2 separate regions of the Mus musculus genome follow, and region 2 is linked to region 1. A link is a contact called in public HiChIP or PLAC-seq data. All regions are on one chromosome and are shown on one strand. Each heading gives the region's core, a stretch centred on a gene start, on an enhancer-like site or on the middle of the called end of the contact. The rest is flanking DNA. Distances are from core to core; before and after follow the strand shown. Region 1 has its middle 30 kb from the start of Gm40403. Region 2 overlaps Dock4 (dedicator of cytokinesis 4).

Evidence for each region. HiChIP or PLAC-seq counts read pairs in DNA pulled down with a chosen protein or histone mark.
Region 2: an H3K4me3 HiChIP or PLAC-seq map of bone marrow-derived macrophages shows a contact between it and region 1, with 5 times the contacts expected there. The contact joins two enhancer-like sites. A contact is called at or near these places in 5 of 484 Hi-C or Micro-C datasets (CD8 T cells, the NIH/3T3 cell line, bone marrow-derived macrophages and 2 more), 2 of 115 datasets of contacts at active chromatin or transcription factors (bone marrow-derived macrophages and microglia) and 1 of 9 other capture datasets (embryonic stem cells).

Annotation. Positions count from the first base shown.
Region 1 is chr12:40,276,183-40,280,584 of GRCm38.p6, forward strand. No RefSeq gene overlaps it. Among named protein-coding and RNA genes, the nearest start is that of Gm40403, 30 kb to the left of the region's middle. Within about 2 kb of position 1,624, at least 7 of the 459 cell types and tissues checked have an H3K27ac peak or open chromatin away from gene starts, as enhancers often do. A contact at or near this core is called in bone marrow-derived macrophages and microglia, where this site is marked.
Region 2 is chr12:40,520,371-40,525,217 of GRCm38.p6, forward strand. All of the region lies in intron 1 of Dock4 (dedicator of cytokinesis 4), which reads left to right. Among named protein-coding and RNA genes, the nearest start is that of Dock4, 77 kb to the left of the region's middle. Within about 2 kb of position 2,536, at least 32 of the 459 cell types and tissues checked have an H3K27ac peak or open chromatin away from gene starts, as enhancers often do. A contact at or near this core is called in bone marrow-derived macrophages and microglia, where this site is marked.

The sequences.
Region 1 (4,402 bases), core at 374-2,873:
ATGTTTTGATATAGTAAACATGTGAAAATACCTGTCATGAAGGATATAAATATGAACCCACAGACAGAGGGAGTCAAATACTGAGCACTGGTTTGGTTTATTCTGCCTCATCAATGACATATGTATATTAGTTCGTCTTACATAACTTTTTTTTTTTTTTTTTGGTTTTTGAGACAGGGTTTCTCTGTAGAGTCCTTGCTGTTTCGCTTTGTAGACCAGGCTGGCCTTGAACTCAGAAATCTGCCTGCCTCTGCCTCCCAAGTGCTGGGATTAAAGGCGTGTTCCACCACTGCCTGGCATATAACATTGTTGAGCTCAACTTGTAGCACAGACATTGAGAGAGAAGCTCACCCCAGAACTGTTTGTGAGGTTCTTCCAGTAGCTTGGCGCATCTTCGTCCTCACCTCAGGCCAATTGGCGAGCTTTGCAGTTTCTTCAAAATTGAACTACAGCTGCTGGTTCATGCTTGGTGTCTGCCTGACGATAGGACCGGACTGTAACTGCCAAGTCAAATAATTTCCTTTAATATATAGAGATGGTCCATAAGTTCTCTGACTCTAGAGAACCCTGGCTAAGACATATGCCAAAACCCAGTGGGAGATGCTTTGCTCACACATAGTCCTCACTGCTGCCCATTTACAGTTTCCCAGCTCCCATCCTCTGCTCTAGGCAACTTCTGATATATTTCCAGCCCTATAAAGTTGTCATTTCTGGACATCTTGTGTGAATGGACTCATGCAATATGTGGTATGTGGCTTCTTTTCCTCGCTCTCATACTTTTGAGTTCATTCATGTTGAGATATATATATATATATATATATATATTGTGATATATATGTGTGTGTGTGTGTATATATATATATATATATATACTTCTTTTTATTGCTGAACAGAATTTCACAGTGTATACAAGCTGTTAATCCCCTCATTCCTAGATGGGCATTTTGTAACTGCCTGGAGGCTATTAAGAACAACACTGCTATAAAGAGGCACAGGCATGTCTGTGCATGGCCGGGTCTTCATTTTTGCCAACAGAGATTTTAAGTATATAATTACTTCAGTAGCTATCGTTATGGTCATAGTTTCTTGCAACTATTGCCACAATCTAAATCCAGAACATTTCTGTCATTCCAAAGAGAAATCCCGTTCCCACTAGCAACCACTCCTTAGTTTCCCTTCCTCCCTCCCCTGTCAACCACTAAGCCAGTTTCTGTTTCTAATGAGCGGCCTATTTGGAATATTTCCGGTCCTAGTAATTTTCTTGATGTCCTTCTTGTCCTTGTCCTTATAGGGAATGAAAGAAACGGACCACATGTGGTCTCTGTGACAGACTTTTTTAAATCTAGCATTATTTATTTCAAGATTCATTACATACTATATGACTATTCTTCCTAGCATTCTGTTGGTTTCCACTTGGCCTTTGGGATTTTTTTTTTTTAATTTTTCATTTGTTTGTTTGGCAGTGTCTTAACCTAACAAGGTTAGAATTGCTATGTAGATCAGGAAGGCCTCAAACTTACAGCAATCCTCCTGTCTCTGCCTCCCGAGTCTTAGAGTACAGGCATGTACCAATATGTTTGTCAGTAGCTGTTATGAACAATGCTATTACCATTGCACAAGTTCCCCCTTGGACTTGTGCTTTAAATTCTTAGTTCCCTTTCGTGTATTTCTAGGAATAGACTTGTCGAGTCATGTGCAAACTATAAGTTTAAGTTTGTGAAGTGCTATTCAAATATTTCTCAGAGTGGCAGTACCATCTTACATTCTCATTGTTAATGCTGGAGGGTCTCACCAACACTTCTTCTTGTCTTTAGTTTTTTAGTTTTTTTTGTTTGTTTGTTTTAGTAGACTTCTGACTTTCTTAGGATTTCTATTGCTTTGAAGAAACACTGTGATCATGGCAGTTCTTATAAAGGAAAACATTTTATTGGGACTGGCTTACAGTTTCAGAGACTTAGCCCATTCTTGTCTTAGTCCATCATCATTATGGCAGGAATCATGGTGGTGTGCAGGACAACATTTCTGCTAGAGAAGAAGCTGTAAATTCTACATCTGGATTGACAGGCAGCAGGAAGTGACAGTGACAAACCTACTCCAACAAGGTCATACCTCCTAATAGAGCAACTCTCTATGAGTCTATGGAACCATTTTCATTCGAACTACCACATTTCACTCCCTGGCTTATAGTTATATTATAATGCAAAACATGCATTCTGTCCAACTACAAAATTTCCATAGTCTATAACAGTCTCAAACTTGTTTAAAAGCCCAAAGTTCAAAGTCTCTTTTGAGATTCATACAATCTCTTAACTGCCATTCTGTGTAAAAATCAAAATGATGAAGCAGATCACGTACATCTAACTTATAATGGCCCAGGATATACATTACAATTCCAAAAGAGAGCACGGTGAGAAATACTGGACCAAAGCAAGACTGAAAACCTGCTGGGCAAACTCCAGTCTCTGCATCTACATTTCTGAGGTGAAAGCACTCTTCAAATCTCCAACTCCTTTCAGCCTTGTCGATTGCAACACATTTGGTTCCAGTGGGTTGATTTCACTCCTTGTTAGCAGCTCTTCTTGGCAGGTATCCCATGGCTCTGGCATCTCCAACATTTTGGGGTCTCCAAGGCAATCCAGGCTTCATCTTCACAGCTTCACACAATGGTTTCTCTAGGCCTCCATAAAGAGATACCCCTGACACATGCCTTGCCTCAGTGACATTCCTTAGTCATGGAGAGAGATTCCATAAACCCCTTTCTTGTATCCTTGACTCTAAAGCCAGAACCACATGGCTGAAACTGCCAAGTTCTGCTGCTCGTTGGAGCTGGAACATGGACCCCCTCATACAATTACATCTCCATCAGATTTCTGTTTTGAACGTTTTACTGCCTAAAGTTGGCTTTCCTGAAACTTGCTCTGTAGACCAGGTTAGCTTCAAACTCAGAGATCTGTCAGCCGTTGCCTCCTCAGTGCTGGAATTAAAGGTGTGTCCCACTACATGTGGTCCTAAGGTTTTTGTTAATTCCTTTTCACAAACTGGAAACTGAGTAGGATTCTTTCCTGAGGTCACCACTCCTTTATTCCATCTAAGGTCAGGACATTCTTTAATCTGTTTATCTCTTTGAACAAAGAATTTAGCTCAATTCCACTTCCTGATAGCCCTTTTCTCCTCAAATTGTATATTTTGCATTTTTTTTCTTTCTCAGCATTCTCCCTTTCATTATAAATCTGCATAAGACTAGCCACTAACATCTCTAGGCTACATACTAAAATTCTCCTCTGAAACCTCTTGAGCCAGGCTCCTTCAGTTCAAACACTAGCACCACCGACTTCCATGCATCTACTAGGATGGTGCTCATTGAGCCCCACTTAAGATCATTCAAATGCTTTTCTAATCCAAAGTCCCGAAGTCCACATTCCCCCAAACAAAATCATGGTCAGGACTTTCACAGCAATATTCCACTCTTGGTATCAAATTCTGTCTATTTCTATTATGTGAAGAGACAACATGGTCACAGCAACTCTATGAAACTCAAGAAGAACAAAGACCAAAGTGTGGACACTTTGCCCCTTCTTAGAATTGGGAACAAAACACCCATGGAAGGAGTTACAGAGACAAAGTTTGGAGCTGAAACGAAAGGATGGACCATCTAGAGACTGCCATATCCGGGGATCCATCCCATAATCAGCCTCCAAACGCTGATACCATTGCATACACTAGCAAGATTTTGCTGAAAGGACCCTGATATAGCTGTCTCTTGTGAGACTGTGCCGGGGCCTAGCAAACACGGAAGTGGATGCTCACAGTCAGCTATTGGATGGATCACAGGGCCCCCAATGGAGGAGCTAGAGAAAGTACCTAAGGAGCTAAAGGAATATGCAACCCTATAGGTGGAAGAACAATATGAACTAACCAGTACCCCCTGGAGCTCGTGTCTCTAGCTGCATATGTATCAGAAGATGGCTCAGTCAGCCATCAGTGGAAAGAGAAGCCCATTGGTCATGCAAACTTTATATGCCTCAGTAGAGGGGAGCACCAGGGCCAAGAAGTGGGAGTGGGTGGGTAGGGTATGGGGGACTTTTGGGATAGCATTGGAAATGTAAATGAAGAAAGTACCTAATTAAAAAAAGAAAGAAAGACAGACAGACATGTAATTGGGGCTATAGAGGACAGAAGAGAGAACCAGATTTTCTGAGGCTGAAGTTACAGCTGCTTGAGATTCTCCTCATGTGGGTACTGGGAGCTAAACTTGAGTCCTCTGGCAGAACACTACGATCTCTTAATCACTGAATTATCTCTCCAAACCCGTATTATTTCTTCATTTTTTAAGGTTTTACACTTTTTATCATGGGTCACACCATTTATCTCCTGTGTAACAGATAAAAGCAAATCAGATCCC
Region 2 (4,847 bases), core at 1,286-3,785, 250 kb after region 1:
GTTTTGATGTGAGAAATAACATATAAAAATACATTGCAATATGTTTGACATATAATACATGCTCAATATGTGAGCGTTACTGGCTAATACTGTTACTTATTGAATGACTTCATGTCTAACTGAATTTCCTTGATACCTGATACTAGCTCAATTCTTGGTTATTGCAGAATAAAACAAAATCGTACTTGTTAGCCTGTGAGAAGCCAAACGGCTGGTGAGATCTAATTCTGTTAACTGTATATTTCAGACCTTCAATGTCTAAAAATATGTCCAGATAATGAACTGTTCTAAAATTAGCAAACAAATTTTAAAGAAATCTTTAAGGTCATGAAATCTGGCTTTGAAGAGCTCCTTCAGTAGATCTCCTGTATTGAATCATCTATAGCAATTATCTAACCCAGTCAACTATACTTTCTACTCCTGCTAACAGCTGCCACACATACGAACATAGTCACATATTTATACATGTGCTTTTGAAGAAGTCTGCACTGTCTGTGAAAGGAGTTTGAATAGTTAGTTGACAATGTCAGGATCACTTAATTTATATGTGATCGCAGAGTATGTTCTTTCTAGATGTGTATCTTTAGTTCTAATGTGACTAGTAAATGTCAGGGCACTGGTGTCTTCTCCTGAGCATATGAACAGTAAAAACACTCTTTTTCTTTTGTCTATATTACTAAATACAGGCAGACTTTAAGTCTTACTAATATTTTATGAAATTTGAGGTCTAGGTTCTCTTTTATGATATTACAACCTAAATTTAAAATATCACTCTCTAATAGTTTTTTTCCCTATACTCCAGCAGATGACGTGAGATCTCTTACACAATCTATACAGTTAAATTTTTATTATAACTTTTGCTCTCATTGTATAATTATTGTGATATTTGTACAGAAGGCTTTGCAGCAATGTCTAGATAGGCTACTAAAAGTGCTTTACCTAATAATTTGTATGTCAGCACTAAGCTGACCTTTGATATCCTGGTAAGAGCTCCATGAAACTGGTGTTATCATGATGGTCCTTTTATAGATAAGGAAATGGAGGCTCAAGAATATCCAGGACTTTCTCAGGGTCACAGTGGGATTTGTGTGGGCTGAGAATTCATGATATTTAACCTTCAGACTGAGACTTGCTTATGACTCTTTTCTGTTTCACTGTGAAGAGATTATTTCCAAAGTGCATCCAGGATACAGGTGCTTGGATTATGTGCCTGGGTTGCTGTATCATGTGATCTAATAAATGTCAGGTTCTTGGACAATGTTTAATGTGTCTGAGGCCTTTGGACACTACTAGTACTATAGAGCCTAAGAGCATCCTAGAATTTTACTGAGACAGTGGCAACAGGGGCTTCAATCAGGTGAATGCAAGTGTCTAGCCAGCCTCGAAAATCTACAGTTAATCAAATTCCCAGTTTCTCTCCTCCCTCTTTTCTCTATCCATTTATTTCTTCTCTGCCTTCTACTTATTGCAGCTTGATGGCTTCTATTTCTCTTCTCTCCAAAATGTCATATCTCTCCTGCTTCATTTAGTTCCTTTGTAGAATTGCATAATCACTTGAGTATTGTCTAAGGGTGATTTCACCACCAATAGTAGTTGAAAATGAAGCTGAAGTGAGCAACTCTGGTCTCCTTTCCCCCTTTTCACATTAGGAAAACAGAAAGATGCTAACACCTATTTGTAAGCAACCAAACACTCAGATCTAGGGAGAGTGGTTAAAGTTGTGTAAGTGCTCTGCATATTTGTAGAACCTGGGCTGGTGCTCTGTGTAGAAGAGATGGAGAGTTTGGGATGTGGGAGCAGAGTTGTTGGAGGGCCGAGATGACAGCTGCTTTTCCTTTCTTCTCTTCTTGTCATGGTGAATATGGCTGCTTTATTCGTGGGTTGCTGTTGTGTCTGGGTAGATATTTTAGGTGTTCATAGGGAGATGGTCTTAGAATCATGCATGACATTGGGGTAACAATCTATGAAAGGGGTCTTCAGTAAGTAGAGAAGTCTTAGGGGCAGTTTTACCTGTGGATACTTGTCAGTGGGTTGTTTAGGATGTCTGAGCTTTATTCTGGTGGTATATTTGACCACAGTGTGTATCATCTTCCTAAATCAATCTGAAACCTCTCCTCCTTACATTAATCATCTTGTCCATCTTTGACTGGCTCTCATTTGAAGTGGTCCAGTTAAGCATGATAAAAAAATTACCTAATGCTTCCTGTAAGTTCTCTGAAATGTAAGGAAGAGGAAGCTGACTATGACCTAAGTAAGCTCTTGGGGGTTTTAGAGAAGTGGTTGCTTCTGTTTGGTTTCAGTGGTTGTGCTGTGATATAAATTGGTAGATCTTTGAGCAGATCAGAGATTTGCTGGACAGTGGGAAGGCCTTTGAGTTTCCTCATGGGTTAGCAACGAAAAAAAAGTTTTAACGGAGTTGAAGGGCGAGAGGCTTAAAAAACGCAGTGTTGTCTTTGGATGCCTAAGACTGACCCAACATAAAGCAGATCTGGAGCTTAGCATGTGGGCTTCAGCTTCAGGTTCTATTTTAAAACAAGTGCCAAGTCAATTTTGCTGAAACGTGGCTTCTGCATTTCTTACACGCACTATGATGTACAAGAATGCTGTGTCTCAGAAGAAAATGGAGATAGAGACTTACATTCAAGAACTTAGCAATACATTACAAACGAAAACACACGAACCTAGTAAAAATAATGGCACGATTTTACACACATTAAGTGGCCAAGAAGTACATATAGATACTACAGTAAAAATGTAGTTACTCTGAGGAGAGCTTTTAAAACCACATATTAGTGTGGCTTGCAGTACAGGCAGTGAACAGAGGTGTCAGTCAGGGTGTGCAGGTGTGTTTTGTGAGTTTCTTCAATGCTTGATTCAGCTGAGTGTGCATTTTTAGTGCTCGCCCACCCTGAGGAAGCCATGCTAATTAAACAGAAATTTGTGTTATGCACAAATCATTTCCTTTTGTGCCATTTCCATTGGAACAAATTTGTGTTTTTAAAGCAAGCATTATAGAAAACTGACTGCACAATAAACTGTTTTGATTTTGTTTGTTCTCTTTGGTGTCTTAAAAATATAAATGGAAATCATTTAATTGGTCTAAGGAGGAGGCTTATCATTGCCTTCGCCATTACAGATGGAATTGAAGCCTGGGTTTATTTGCAATGCCAGGTACAGTGTAATGTTTGATCATTTGTATGACTAAGCCTTTTCATCTTGTTTGTGTCATGTGGCACATTTTCTTTGTGAAGTGGCTTGGGAAAATAGGTGCTTTTCTTTGGAGACTGGCTATAGTTATAAGATGAACAAAATAATAATCTATTTTAAGAAGGGTAAATAAATGAGTAAAGTGTTTCTACTCAGTAGAATATTAAGGCTTTGATTGTAGGTGGGAATACAATTAAGTGCTCAGTTTGTGTCTATAACTTAAGCTGTTGGCTACCAGATGCACGAGGCTGCACGGGGCTTGGTTCCATTCCTAGATCCATATATGTATGCCAAAATGGGATGGCGTAATGATACCTATTGCAACTTGGATGAGCCCTGAAAAGAGTGATCACAAACTGGACATAGAAGGTCATGTTATATCATTCTATATATATGATTTACCCAGAATAGTTAAATGCACAGAGATATCAGGGAGTTGGTTGTCTAACTGGTATGAGAGTTCCATTTAGGGTTGAAAAACCTCTGGCACTAGGTAGTATTGATGTTTCTACAACAACACAGATGTACTTAGGATCACTGAGTTGTATATTTTAAAATGTTAGCATTTAAAGGGATCTGCAACCCTATAGGTGGAACAACATTATGAACTAACCAGTACCCCGGAGCTCTTGACTCTAGCTGCATATGCATCAAAAGATGGCCTAGTCGGCCATCACTGGAAAGAGAGGCCCATTGGACACACAAACTTTATATGCCCCAGTACAGGGGAACGCCAGGGCCATAAAAGGGGAGTGGGTGGGTAGGGGAGAGGGGGTGGGTGGCTATGGGGGACTTTTGGTATAGCATTGCAAATGTAAATGAGCGAAATACCTAATAAAAAATGGAAAAAAAAAACAAAAAAAAAAGAAAGAAGAATCTATTTTTAATGTAACTAATTAAATAAAAAATACATACACTTTTTATATACAAGAACAAATATACAACATATTTGAATATACAAAACCAAAAATAACATAAGAAATAACTAACACATCAAAATTGGACAAATTTAAGAAGCAAAATATAGCTGTAAATTGGTTTAAAAAAAAAATGTTAGCATTTGAGCCTGAGAGATAGATGGCTCAGTGGTTAAGAGTACTTGTTACTCCTGAAGAAAACAGGTAGTCTATAACTACCTGTAAGTTCAGTTTCAGGGCATCTGACACCCTCTTTTGGCCTCTGTGAGCACTAGGCACCCAGGTGGTATGCATGCATACATGGAGGCACTCACGTACATATCAAATTGCCACTAAATCTTAAAATGTTAACATTAATGAGATATTCTGCCACAACTGAAAAATGAAAGGCTTGTGTTGAATCTGTATCCTAGGTACTTAGTACTAAGTACCACTGTACGTAGCCAATGTAGGGTGAAGAGCAAGTCAAGGTGGTATTCACCTTAGCTTCTTTGGGTCTGTGGATTGTAACATAGTTATTTTGTAAGTTATGGCTAATATTCACTTATAAGTACATACCATACTTGTGTTTCTGAGTCTGGGTTACCTAAATCAGGATGATATTTTCTAGTTCTATCTATTTGCTTGAAAATTCCATGATTTCCTTGTTTTTAATAGCTGAGTAGTAAGTATTCCATTGTGTAAATGACCCACATCTTCTTTCTCCATTCTTCAGTTGAGGGA